2 separate regions of the Mus musculus genome follow, and region 2 is linked to region 1. A link is a contact called in public HiChIP or PLAC-seq data. All regions are on one chromosome and are shown on one strand. The core of a region is the stretch at or near the end of the contact, and the rest is flanking DNA. Distances in the headings are between cores, read along the strand shown. Region 1 overlaps Slc44a2 (solute carrier family 44, member 2). Region 2 overlaps Dnm2 (dynamin 2).

What was found. HiChIP or PLAC-seq counts read pairs in DNA pulled down with a chosen protein or histone mark.
Region 2: a contact with region 1 is called in an H3K27ac HiChIP or PLAC-seq map of embryonic stem cells, with 10 read pairs. The contact joins two enhancer-like sites. A contact is called at or near these places in 2 of 39 promoter capture datasets (embryonic stem cells and macrophages), 2 of 484 Hi-C or Micro-C datasets (CD8 central memory T cells and double positive thymocytes), 11 of 115 datasets of contacts at active chromatin or transcription factors (the 230-238 cell line, the HPC-7 cell line, the SCID.adh cell line and 6 more) and 3 of 9 other capture datasets (adipose tissue, liver and pancreatic islet).

What each region holds. Positions count from the first base shown.
Region 1 is chr9:21,349,710-21,355,509 of GRCm38.p6, forward strand. Slc44a2 (solute carrier family 44, member 2) reads left to right here. Exons shown (of 23, transcript NM_001359227.1): 21 at 2,758-2,842; 22 at 3,292-3,463; 23 at 3,973-5,319. The coding sequence ends at 3,416. Among named protein-coding and RNA genes, the nearest start is that of Ilf3, 15 kb to the right of the region's middle. Within about 2 kb of position 3,807, at least 76 of the 459 cell types and tissues checked have an H3K27ac peak or open chromatin away from gene starts, as enhancers often do. A contact at or near this core is called in adipose tissue and embryonic stem cells, where this site is marked.
Region 2 is chr9:21,445,242-21,450,548 of GRCm38.p6, forward strand. All of the region lies in intron 1 of Dnm2 (dynamin 2), which reads left to right. Among named protein-coding and RNA genes, the nearest start is that of Gm46104, 18 kb to the right of the region's middle. Within about 2 kb of position 1,255, at least 23 of the 459 cell types and tissues checked have an H3K27ac peak or open chromatin away from gene starts, as enhancers often do. A contact at or near this core is called in adipose tissue and embryonic stem cells, where this site is marked.

The DNA of each region.
Region 1 (5,800 bases), core at 2,557-5,056:
AGAGCAGCCAGTACGCTTGTCTGCTAAGCCAACTCTCCAAAACTCTCCTCTTTGCCTTTTTTCCTTGACTGACACCCAGGCCAACATAGAACTTTTGATCTTTTTGCCTACCAAGCCCTGGGATTGTGCCACATTGTGTCACCACAGAAAAAGCCTTGCAGGTTAGATGCGTTGGACATTATCCAATGATGATGCTGACGGCACACACCTACCATCTCAACACTAGGAAGAACAGGCAGAAGAATCAGAAATAGAATAGTAAATTCAGGGCCAATTCTAGCTACAGAATTCTCTATCTAAAAAAAAAAAAAAAAAACAAAACAAAACAAAAAACAGGCAGGCAGTGGTGGCTCATGCCTTTAATCCCAGCGTTTGACAAAGCAAGTTCCAGGACAGAGAAACCCTGTCTTGAAAAATCTTAAGAAAAAGAAAGTATGGAATGACTAGGCAAAGGGGAATAGCAGAGAGCCTGAGGTCTGGATCTCTTTATTTCCTGGTAGTGTCTCCTACCCTGGTTTTGGCTAGTCCAGGTGGCCAGTTTGCCCTGGGGCTGCTATCGTCAGTCTCAAGTGCTGGGATTACAGGAGGCCGCCTCACTCACCTGATGCTTGCATGGGTTCAGAGAGTCTGTCTCAGGTCCCCAGGTTTGCACAGCAAATGCTTATCCACTGACCATCTCTCATGTGCCCCAGGCAGTCCTGGCACCTGCTGTATAGCCCAGGCTGGCCTCAGATTCAGGCTGGCCTTGCACTTGAGCTGCCAAAATACGCACCATGTGGCCCTGTGGAATGTGGGATCCAGCTCCATAATGCCTCAGAATGCCTCAGAAAACTCCAGCTGGGGGCTGGAGAGATGGCTCAGCAGTTTAGAGTACTGATTGCTCTTCCAGAGGTCCTGAGTTCAATTCCCAGCAACCACATGGTGGCTCACAACCAGCTGTAATGAGATCTGACGCCCTCTTCTGGTGTGTCTAAAGACAGCTACAGTGTACTCATATATAAAATAAATAATTCTTTAAAAAAAAACAAAAAACTGCAGCTGGATAAAACCTCAAGGGAACGTCTATAGTGCTAGGAGCATCTGTAGCATGAGTGGTCTAGAATCAGACATTACTGCCCGGGGCATGACCTGAGGACTTGCTGTTAGAGGTGAAAGCAAAAGCTAGGTGAGCTAGAAACTCAACAGCATGTGCCAAGGCCCTGGGGTTGGAAAAAGCAAGGAGCACTGTGGAGCTGATTGGGTTCTCCTAAGGTGAAATGTGGAAGGCCAGACCTGGTGGCTTAGGCTTAAGGTAGAGGCAGGAGGATAAGGTGGTCAGTTTCATCTTGGCTACTTGTTTGAGGCCAGACGGAAAAATGTGTGAGACTATCTCAAAAGAAAAAAAAAATCTAATCGGGGAGGCAGAGGCAGGTGGATTTCTGAGTTCGAGGCCAGCCTGGTCTACAAAGTGAGCTCCAGGACAGCCAGGGCTATACAGAGAAACCCTGTCTCGAAAAAAAAAAAAATCTAATCAGACTGGGTGTGGTGACTCATGCTAAGGTGAGGATCATAAATTCCTGCCACAGTACATACACAGCACGGTGGTGCAATACCTCCAGTACTGGGCAAATCCCCATACACAGCACAGTGGTGCACATGGAGAACTCCAGTACTGGGCAGATCCCCAGAGCACACTGCCAAACTTTCTAGCCAATCACTGAATAGCAGTTTATCTCCTAAAACTAAGGCGAGGGTCCAGCAAGGAGGCTCAGAAACTCGCCAAGCCTGGAGACATGAGTGCCGTCCTCTGGACCCACATGGTGGGTGGAGAGAGTCACCTGCCGCAGTTCTCTTCTGACTCCATAGCGTACTGTGGGGTGTGTATGTTACCATGAAATGTAATGTAGATATTAAAACAAACATTTAAACTAAGGTGGCGAGAGATGATATCCGATACTGACCTGGCCTTCACACACACCAACAGCCAAGTGGACTGAGCTGTGCACTGACCCATAACAGCCCACTGAAGGCTAAGGCTAGAGAAGGGACCATGCAGTACAGTAAGAGGGTGATGGTCTTACTACAGACTCATGTCAGTTCCCAGCAACTGCACTAGACTCTAATTCCAGTTCCAGGTGATCTGGATACCTGTGCACGTACATATAATCAAAAGTAAACATGACGGAAAATAGGAAAAGATTTACTCATGGCCATATTGACATGATAAGTAAAATAAGTGATTTTTTTTTTTTTTTTTTTTTTTTTTTTTTTTTTTTTTGAGATTGGATCTCACTATCTCACTATGTAGCCCTGGCTGGTTTGGAACTCTATGTAGACCAGGCTGGTCTTGAGCATTCTGTTTCCAGGTGTTGGGATTAAAGGCGTAAACCATGCTTTTAGGGCTGGAGAAATGGCTCAGCAGTTAAGAGCACTGTTATTCTTGCAGAGGACCTGGGTTCAGTTCCCAGCACCCATATAGTGCCCCACAGCCCTTCTCAACCCCAGCCCCAGGGGGTCTGGCAACTTCTGATGTTCATGGTTATCAGGCACACACATGCTACCCATATAAACACGCTAGCAACACACTCACACAAATCTTTTGTAAAAGGTAAAAAGATGTTCTAAAGATGAGGCAGGAGGATTGCCATGAGTTCTATAATGGCAGACAGCCTCTTGGCTCATGAGAGGGAGAGGTTTCTTAGCCTAGGGAGGACAGTGATGGGACGGGGTTGCTCTTCACCTGAGCCAGGCTGGAACAAGATGTTTTCTCCTGAACAGACAGTGATCATTGGCTCCTACTTGATCGCGCACGGCTTCTTCAGCGTCTATGGCATGTGCGTGGACACGCTGTTCCTCTGTTTCTGTGAGTGGCCCCTTTATCTCAGCCCACCAGGGACCCTGACTTCCTTTTCCCCAGAGGACAGGAAATGCCTCCCTCCAATGAAAGCACAAAGCCACCCTCACCCCAGAGTTCCCCGGGGCTGGAGGTGTCCCTTCCAGGCCCATGCATGCCTTTCTGGCTTCCTCACTGCGCTTCAAGCTAACTGTTCCCCACACCCCTGCCACCGAGATGTAGCTGGAACACTCTGTCCCCTGGGTCTGTGGCTTTAAAATTTCTGGCTTTGTTGGGGACTAGCACAGGGTCCATGGCTGCCACTAACTCTGGTCTCCACGTGTCTTTTTTCTCCCTCCTCCCCTTCTCCCCCATGCCTGCTGGCTTCTTTTCCATTTTTTCTTCTGCCTCCCTTTTCCAACCCCCTCCTTTCCTGACCACCCCACTTTCCACCCCCTGCTGGTTCCCGGGGGGCCCAGGTGAGGACCTTGAGAGGAATGACGGCTCTCAGGAGCGACCCTACTTCATGTCGCCTGAGCTGAGAGGCATCCTATTGAAGGGGAATCCGCAGGAGGGCAAGCAGGAGGAAGTGGAGGAGGAGTAGACAGTGAGGGAGCCGGGCAAGCTGGCCAGGGGGCCTCTGGAGACCGGGTTTGTGCATGTGACAGCGGCGCTTCTTTGACTGGGAACATGTGGGGCTCCTGCAGTCATTCCTTACCCCTTGTTCCAAAACCAGGCAGTCATCCTCTCCCTGAGTCCTAAGCCCATCCCCTCACTGGAGCATTTAGGCAGGGGCTCAGCCACTGAGCCCCTCCCCCAGGCCCTCCCTGGGGGATTCTGGGCGAGTGCTCTACCACGAAACTATGCCCCTAGCCTTGTTGATTTTGTATTTTGAGACATTGTCTGTCTCTCTCTCTCAGTTGCCCAGGCTGGCCTGGGACTTAAGGTAGTGAAAGCAGCCCTTGAGCCTGGCTTGTTTCAGCTTCTTAAATACCTTGGATAACAGGCCTTTGCTGCCACGCCCTGTTCTCCTGTTTGTTGCTTTCTAACCCTGAGGCTTTTCTATAGCCCTCCCTTCCCTTCCCTGCTCCCCACCCCTAGCCCCCACACCTGCCTGTTGACTCCCTCTCATGTTACCTGCTTTGGGGCTCTGTCCACAGTGGAGGATCTGGAGAGAAATGACGGTTCAGCCGAGAGGCCTTACTTCATGTCTTCCACTCTCAAGAAACTCTTGAATAAAACCAACAAGAAAGTAGCAGAATCCTAAAGACACCTGCCTCCCAGCCCTCTCAGGACGCCGGGATAGGTGCTTGCTGTGCAGCTGGGTCAGAGTCCCCAGCTCATCAGACTTGCCTAACACATCACTGCCTCTCTGCACCCTCCCCGAGTTCCCATTTCCAGGAACCTAGAGGACTGGGGCATCTCTTTCCTATGCCAAAGGGCACTTGGGAGTTTTCAGTGCAGCCCTGGAAGATGGGACAGAATGGATCTCTCCAGCTCTTACTGGCTCAGATGGTGCCAATATGGTGAAGTAACTTGAAGTCGAGGATGGGAGATGGCCCTAGGATGTCTGCAGCAAGCTTCTTTGTATTTCAGTAACCCTTCTGGCCAAGAGGGAAAGACTGGATGAGAGTGGGCAAGTCAGCTCAGCGAACACTAGCGCCAAGCTCCCCAGCGGGGACAGAATTGGATCTCCATAGCTGATGTACCTAAGGGCCAGCAAATACACGTCTCACTCTTAGTCCTTTGTAGCCTAGGCAGACAGTAAGGGATCTACCTGCTTCTCTTCCATCAGGCTCCAGAACTGGATGGAGCCACCAAGAGTGCCTTCATATGTAACCCCACCTCCAGCGTGGGCTGGCTATGGTCACAGGAAGAAGTGTGCACCCAGAACTGGAGGAGTCTTCTGGATAAACAGACAGCATCTGCGAGGAGGGCCCTGTGTGAGGAACGATTGGTGTTGCTGCTGGTGGTTGGGAGTAGTTGTGGAAAGCAGGCCTCTGTACTTAGACCCTACAGAGTTGCTTTGACTGATGACTTCTAAATGGAAAACTTGAGGTTGGAAAATGAATGAAAATAGGGCCTGTCTCCCCAGCCCTTTTTCTGCCAGTAATGCACACTGCTCTCTTTGTAAGAGATGAGAAACTTAAGTTCACCCAAGGGATGGTTTCAGGGACTGAGGTGTGGGTGTGTTCTATATTCCAAATTAACTAGGCCTATCTGGTTTCTTTCACTTGAAACTAGAGAATCTGTTTGCCAAACTTCTTGATCTTGGGAGCCAGTAGACTGGTTCTTCACTTTACCTACCGTATGCTAAGGCCCGCCCCTCACCCCTACTTTGGCCATCCGTAAGATAGCAGGATCTTGGAGACACCGCTCCCAGCCTGAGGTCCCAAGGTTTCCTGTGCCTGCCTTGTGTGCCATCCCAACCCACCCTCTTGTATGCCCAGCCCTGTGCTTATGTAATTGCATTCCGGCCAGTTAATAAAGTGCCTCTTGTACAGAGACTGACCTGGTATGCTTAATAGGAGTGTGGGATGCTGCTGGAAGGGAAGGAGGGAGAGAGCCAGCCTGGAGCTTACCTCCCAAGCTTGCTCTGCAGCTTCTGTTGTCCCGTAGGACCCTGGTGAACAGAAGCTTCAGAGTAGGAACTGATTCCTAGAATCCAGAAACAGCCACTGCCTCTCCTGCCCCTCAGTAACTGCCCTGGACACAGACCCTGCGCCAGCACCCGAGCCTGAGGTCTCACAGTCGAGGATAGCTAGTATTACTTTAGTCTATTCTGTAATTTCTGGGTGAGTGTGCCCCACGTGGATGCAGCTCCATGGAGACGAACGGCTGGCATTGGAGCTGCTGGAGCTGGACTTAGGGTGTTGTGAGCCCCCCTTTCAGGGCTGAAGTCAATTGGTTCCTCTGCAAGATCAGGATACAGTTATTGTTTACATTTTTTATGCTTTTGGACATTTTTGTCTGCATGTGCATCTGTGC
Region 2 (5,307 bases), core at 5-2,504, 93 kb after region 1:
ATTAAAGACAGCGCCACCACCGCCCTCTGCAGGGAAGCTTTTGAACACTTAATTCAGGCCCTTTATTCCCTTTACGCCTCCAGAGACTTCACCATGTTCAGCCTTTTGGTTTCTTTGTAATTTTTTTCCTCCAGGGTTTTCAATTTCGCCCATGCTGTCCTTTTAGTCTTTTTCAGATAATATTTTATGAGACTGAAGAGATGGTTAATGGCACTTGTTCTTTAAGAGGACCTGGTTCTCTTCCCACCACCCAGTTGGCAGCTCACAGTCCTCTGTAACTCTAGTTCCTGGAGATCTGACACCCTCATGTGGTCTCTGAGGGCACTGCATACATATGGTGCACATTCATACATGCAGGCAAACTCTCTTGCACATAAAATAAAAATACAACAGATCTTAGCTGGGTGTGATGGAGTCAGAGACAGGTAGATCTCTGTGAGTTCAAGATGAACCTGGTCTACATAGTGGCTCCAGACTAGGTAGGCTACAGAGTGAGGCCTTGTCTCAAAAATATACAAATGTTTACAAATATTAGTTCATTCATTCATGATTTGTGTGTGTGCTAGTGTGTGAGTGCGTGTGTGCGTATGTGTGTGTGAGTGTGCTATGTGTAGGAGTGTATGTACATGGAGGACAGAGGGCAGCTTTAGAGTTAGCTCTCCATCTTTATATTGCTTCTGGATCACACTCAGGTTTCTGACTTGCACAGCAAGCTTGCTTACCTACTGAGCTGTCTTGACAGCCCCTCTTCCTTTTTTTTTTTCCATTTGGTTGTGATATTACTACATTTATTCCAAATCTTAGCAATCTGAGTCTTTTTTCTTTGGGAAATTTTGGATCTTTCCTCTCCTCTCAGCGCCCCAAGCCCCCCCGCCCCCACTTTTTAAAAAACAGAACCAAGTTGACCTCCAATTCAATGTCTATGCAAAGATGACCTTGAACTCCTGCCTCCCCTACCTCTACTCCCCTGTGCAGTGCTGGGATTGCAGGTGTGCACTGCCCTGCCTGGCTTAGGTGGGGCGAGGGATAGGACCCAGGGCTTCCTGTATCCTAGGGGGGCATTTTACCTTTGGAACCCCAGGCCTTGAGGCTTTGGTCTGTTTGCTTTTAATTCTTCTGTAGCCATCAGGCATAGCACTGCTGACGCTGGCCACATTTATTGGCATTTCCTCAATTCCCTCTGTCTTAGTTCTTCCTTAGCTTTCTGCTGAGGCTAGGGAACACATTTCCCTCCCCTCGAGCCCGCCGCTCTCTGCCACAGCTGAGCACGCAGTCTCTTTTGGAGAATGTTCTCTGTGCCTTTGAGGGTTGGGAAGATGTCCGAGTGGGCAAGGACTAGTTTGGTGTGTGAAAGGCCCTGAATTCTAGCCCATCTTGAAGGGAAAGGAGGAAAAGTAGACAAAGCCCAGAGAGTGGGCTGCTGCTTCTGGATTTGGGCACAAGGCTTTCTTTCTGCCTTGTTGCTTTGGGTGGTATTCACTCTGAATACTCTTGATGTCTACTCATCCGTCATTCCAGTTTCTTTCCTCTTTATTGCCAGGGAGTGGGGGATAGACAGGGTCTCACTGCTTCCCTCTGGCTGGCCTGGAACTCACAGAGATCTACCTGTCTATGTTTTTTGAGTGCTATGATAAAGGTGTGTGCCAACCTCATTTGTTTCTTTAAAGGAAAAAAAAATTTGTTAAGCTGGGCAGTGGTGGCACTTGCCTTTAATCACAGCACTCGGGAGGCAGAGGCAGGCGGATCTATGAGTTTGAGGACAACCTCGTCTATGAAGAGAGTTCCAGGACAGCCAGGGCTACACAGAGAATCCCTGTCTTGAACCCCACTCCCTCCAAAACAGGATTTTAAAATTTTGTGTATATGAGTTTTTGCCTGCATATGTGTATGTATAGCACATGCATGTCCGTGTCTGAGGAGACCAATAGAGTGTGCTGGGTGTCCTTGGAACTAGAGTTACAGGTGGTATGGGTGCTGTGAATCAAACCCGGCTCCTCTTAACTGCTGAGCTAGCTCTCCAGCCTAATCCCACCCACCTTTTGTGTGTGTGTGTGTGGGGGGGGGTAGTAGTCAGGCTGTCTCTCTATATAACCTAGGCTAATCTGGACTTAAACTATTTTTGCCATATTCCTCTGGAATACAGGCATCCTAGGTGTGTGTTACTCTTCCTGGCCATTTGTCAATTACTGAAAAGATTGTCATTGTCCATGCAAGCCAGAGGAGCAGACTTTGGGCCTTCAGAGCTTGCATGAATATCTGCGTAGGTGTAGTTGCCTGCTTTCATTAGGAGGGACACGCAGGTAGGAAGTCCCTGAAGACGCTGACTGGCTAGATGAGCAGACCTACAATCTCTGTATTCAGGAGAGACAGACACCTCCTCAGTAAATACGGTGGAGGGCAGTGGAGGAAGACACCGACCTCAGCCTGAGTCCGTGTGCTCAGGTACACACGTGCACTCTCACATCACCCACACACAAGCAAAAGACATCCACACCGATTGCATTACCTAATTCCCTGGCCAGTTCTTTGACATATCACATGGCATTCCTTGACTTTGCCTCACCCACTATCTCTCATCACTGTCTTACCTGGACTTCTGGTTGTTCTTGGTTGTCATTCTCCTGACAGTGCCTGAGGGTCACCAGACTTGTGTGAGCTGAAGGACCTGAAGGAAGCAGGTGACAGTTGAGGAGGAAGCAGGTTTAAGGTGGTGTTGAGTCACCTGACAGGAAAGGCTGTGCTGATGTCCTCACAGGGGTGCCAAGGAGAAGGGCATGTGCTTCTTGTGGTTCTTGGAGTTGACATCCCCCCCCAGCCCCCACACCATTCATTGCCTTTGTGACAGCACCCTGCACATGGCCGACACCACACCTCGATTCCTGTGCCACCTCTGCCTGCTTCTACTGGTGTCCTAAGGACATGGTCACATGTTAGGACCCCATCTGCAGGTGGAGACACTGTGACAGTGATGTCCTTGTGCAGGTCACACATGGAGAGCCTGTGACTGAAACATCAGGCTTTAGACTCTACCCGTGGCCACCCATATTCTTAATTGGTGTCAGGAGGAAGCGGCAATGGCCTCCTGTGTTCAGAGTTCACTGGCGTCTTCTTACCCTGGCTCCCAGATGTGCTGGGGATCAGCAGACAGTGCTCAAAAGCTGAGGGCAGGGTTGCAGCAGTTTAGCTGGGGGTCTCAGTGCTCGGGGTTTTTACCTGTGGCTTTGGTCTGAGTTACTTTAACCTGAAGCTTCAGATTCCTTATCTACCAGATGTGAGTAGAGAAAGCCGTTATGTGCCGTTCTAGTACAGAATACCAAGTCAGGGGGATTCAGGGTTCAGATCAGCTGGAGCTACATTTTGAGACTTTAGACAACCAAAAGACAAAATGGGGACAGGATAAGCCTCTTGGGAGTACAGCAAGAGTCCCTTGTTCATAGTCAGGCCAGCTCCTGTGGGGTGTGTGTACCCTATACAGGCCATTTATTAGCAGGTGTTTGTTTGTTTTTTGTTTTGGAATGGGTTCATGTAGCCTAGGTTGGTCTCAAACTCAGTTTGTAGCTAAGGATGACGACTACTGATCTTCTTGTCTCCATCTGAGTGCTGGGATGAAATGCGTGTGCTGCCATACTTATTTTATGAAGTTCTGGTGATGGAACTCAGGCAAACACATTGCCCGCTGAGTGCCAGACAGTACTGGGACATGGTTCCCTGTCCTTGTGGAACTGACAGGTAGGTTACTTCAGAACTGGGAGGCAAGAAGGACGTGTGATTGCTACTGGAGGACAAAAATCCAGAGACAAGGGGGGGGGGGAGCAGGGCAGCTGTCAGAGGAGCGTCTGCAAAGGGGTCAGCCTGTGAGGTGAATGGCTATGGAATGTTCTGGTGGTCCTCCCTAGGGAACAGTTGAACCCATAGAGTTGGGAATCCACATCCACCAGCCATCTAACACAGAAGCTGCCACAGAAATGGCGATCGCTCTCAGTTCCTCCCTTACGCTGCCTTTTACACAGCACAGCACCTGGCCCACGATACAAAAGTCTTCTGCCAAGGACACAGGGCAGGGCTAGACATGGACACAGCTCTTCCACGAGCAGGTCTGAGACATCAAGGGCCCTGAAAGGGCGGAGTTGAGAGCCATGGCGCCACAGGTCAGACAGCTTCCCTGTCATTCTGTAAAATGTTTTTAGCTATTCGATACAACTGGATGATGACAGGTCAGATATTTGCCTGTTATAAAGTTATAAATTGATCTGCAATCACCTGGAATTCGCATCACCTTGGAGACTGCAACATAACTTTTGTTTTGTTTGAGATAGAGTCTCATACAGCCCAGGCTGGTCTTTAACTAACAGTAATCCTGCCTCCTGAGTGCAAGAAATTTCAGATATATACAACCACTCTGTTTTCTCATATTTTTTTAAGGCAGGGTTTTGTGGAGCCCAGCTGGCCTCAGGCTTACTGTGTAACTGAGGATAACCTTGAACTCCAGATCTACCGGCCACCAGTGAGTGGTGGCATCACATGAGGGCCACCACACCCAGGGAAGCAGGTGCTGTGTTATCCTGAGTCCATGTGCCAGCTGTCTCCCTGAAGAAAGGATGCAAGCAGATGACCTCCCCCGAGGCTGGCTTAGTGGCTATCATGCTTACCTGGCATGCACAAATCTCTGGGCTCCATCTGCCAGCCAGACACAGTGCTGCACACCTGTGATCTTAGCACTTGCAGAGGCAGGAGATCAGGAGTGCAGGCTCTTACTCAGCTTCAGAGAGGCTTCAAAGCCTAGGCTGCATGAGATCCTACCTCAAGATAAAGAAAGCAAACCATCAAACACAAAAACATCCCAAGTATGGAGAAGACTTCCTCCATACAGAGCGTACTCTATGCTCCACATACTGGAGGGTGCCAGGCCCTGGACTATTTCTCAGACCGGTTGCCTTAGCCTCTCCTGCTGGGTGGACATATAGGTCATTAGTGGCTTTCTCTTGGACATCTTGCTATCTGTCATGGTTACCTCATGTTAGCAGTGACTGGTCTTTGACTGTGGTGTCTATGTCCTGGATCAGTGTGCTGGGGAGCAGATCTCTGAGGAGAGGGGCCTCATCTCCTGTCTATTCTGGAGGTGTTCATGTTCTGCTGCAGCTGATCATCTGACAAAGTGAGGAAAAAGAAATCTGGCAGGGCCCGGTGGGTGTTGGCTCACCAGGAAGCAGCTAGACCTCTCTGAGGAAGGGACAACCTAGCTGAGCCCTTAGTGTACACAGGAAACTAGAGCTGTCATAAGAAAGGTCACTGTGTGAGGATAAACAG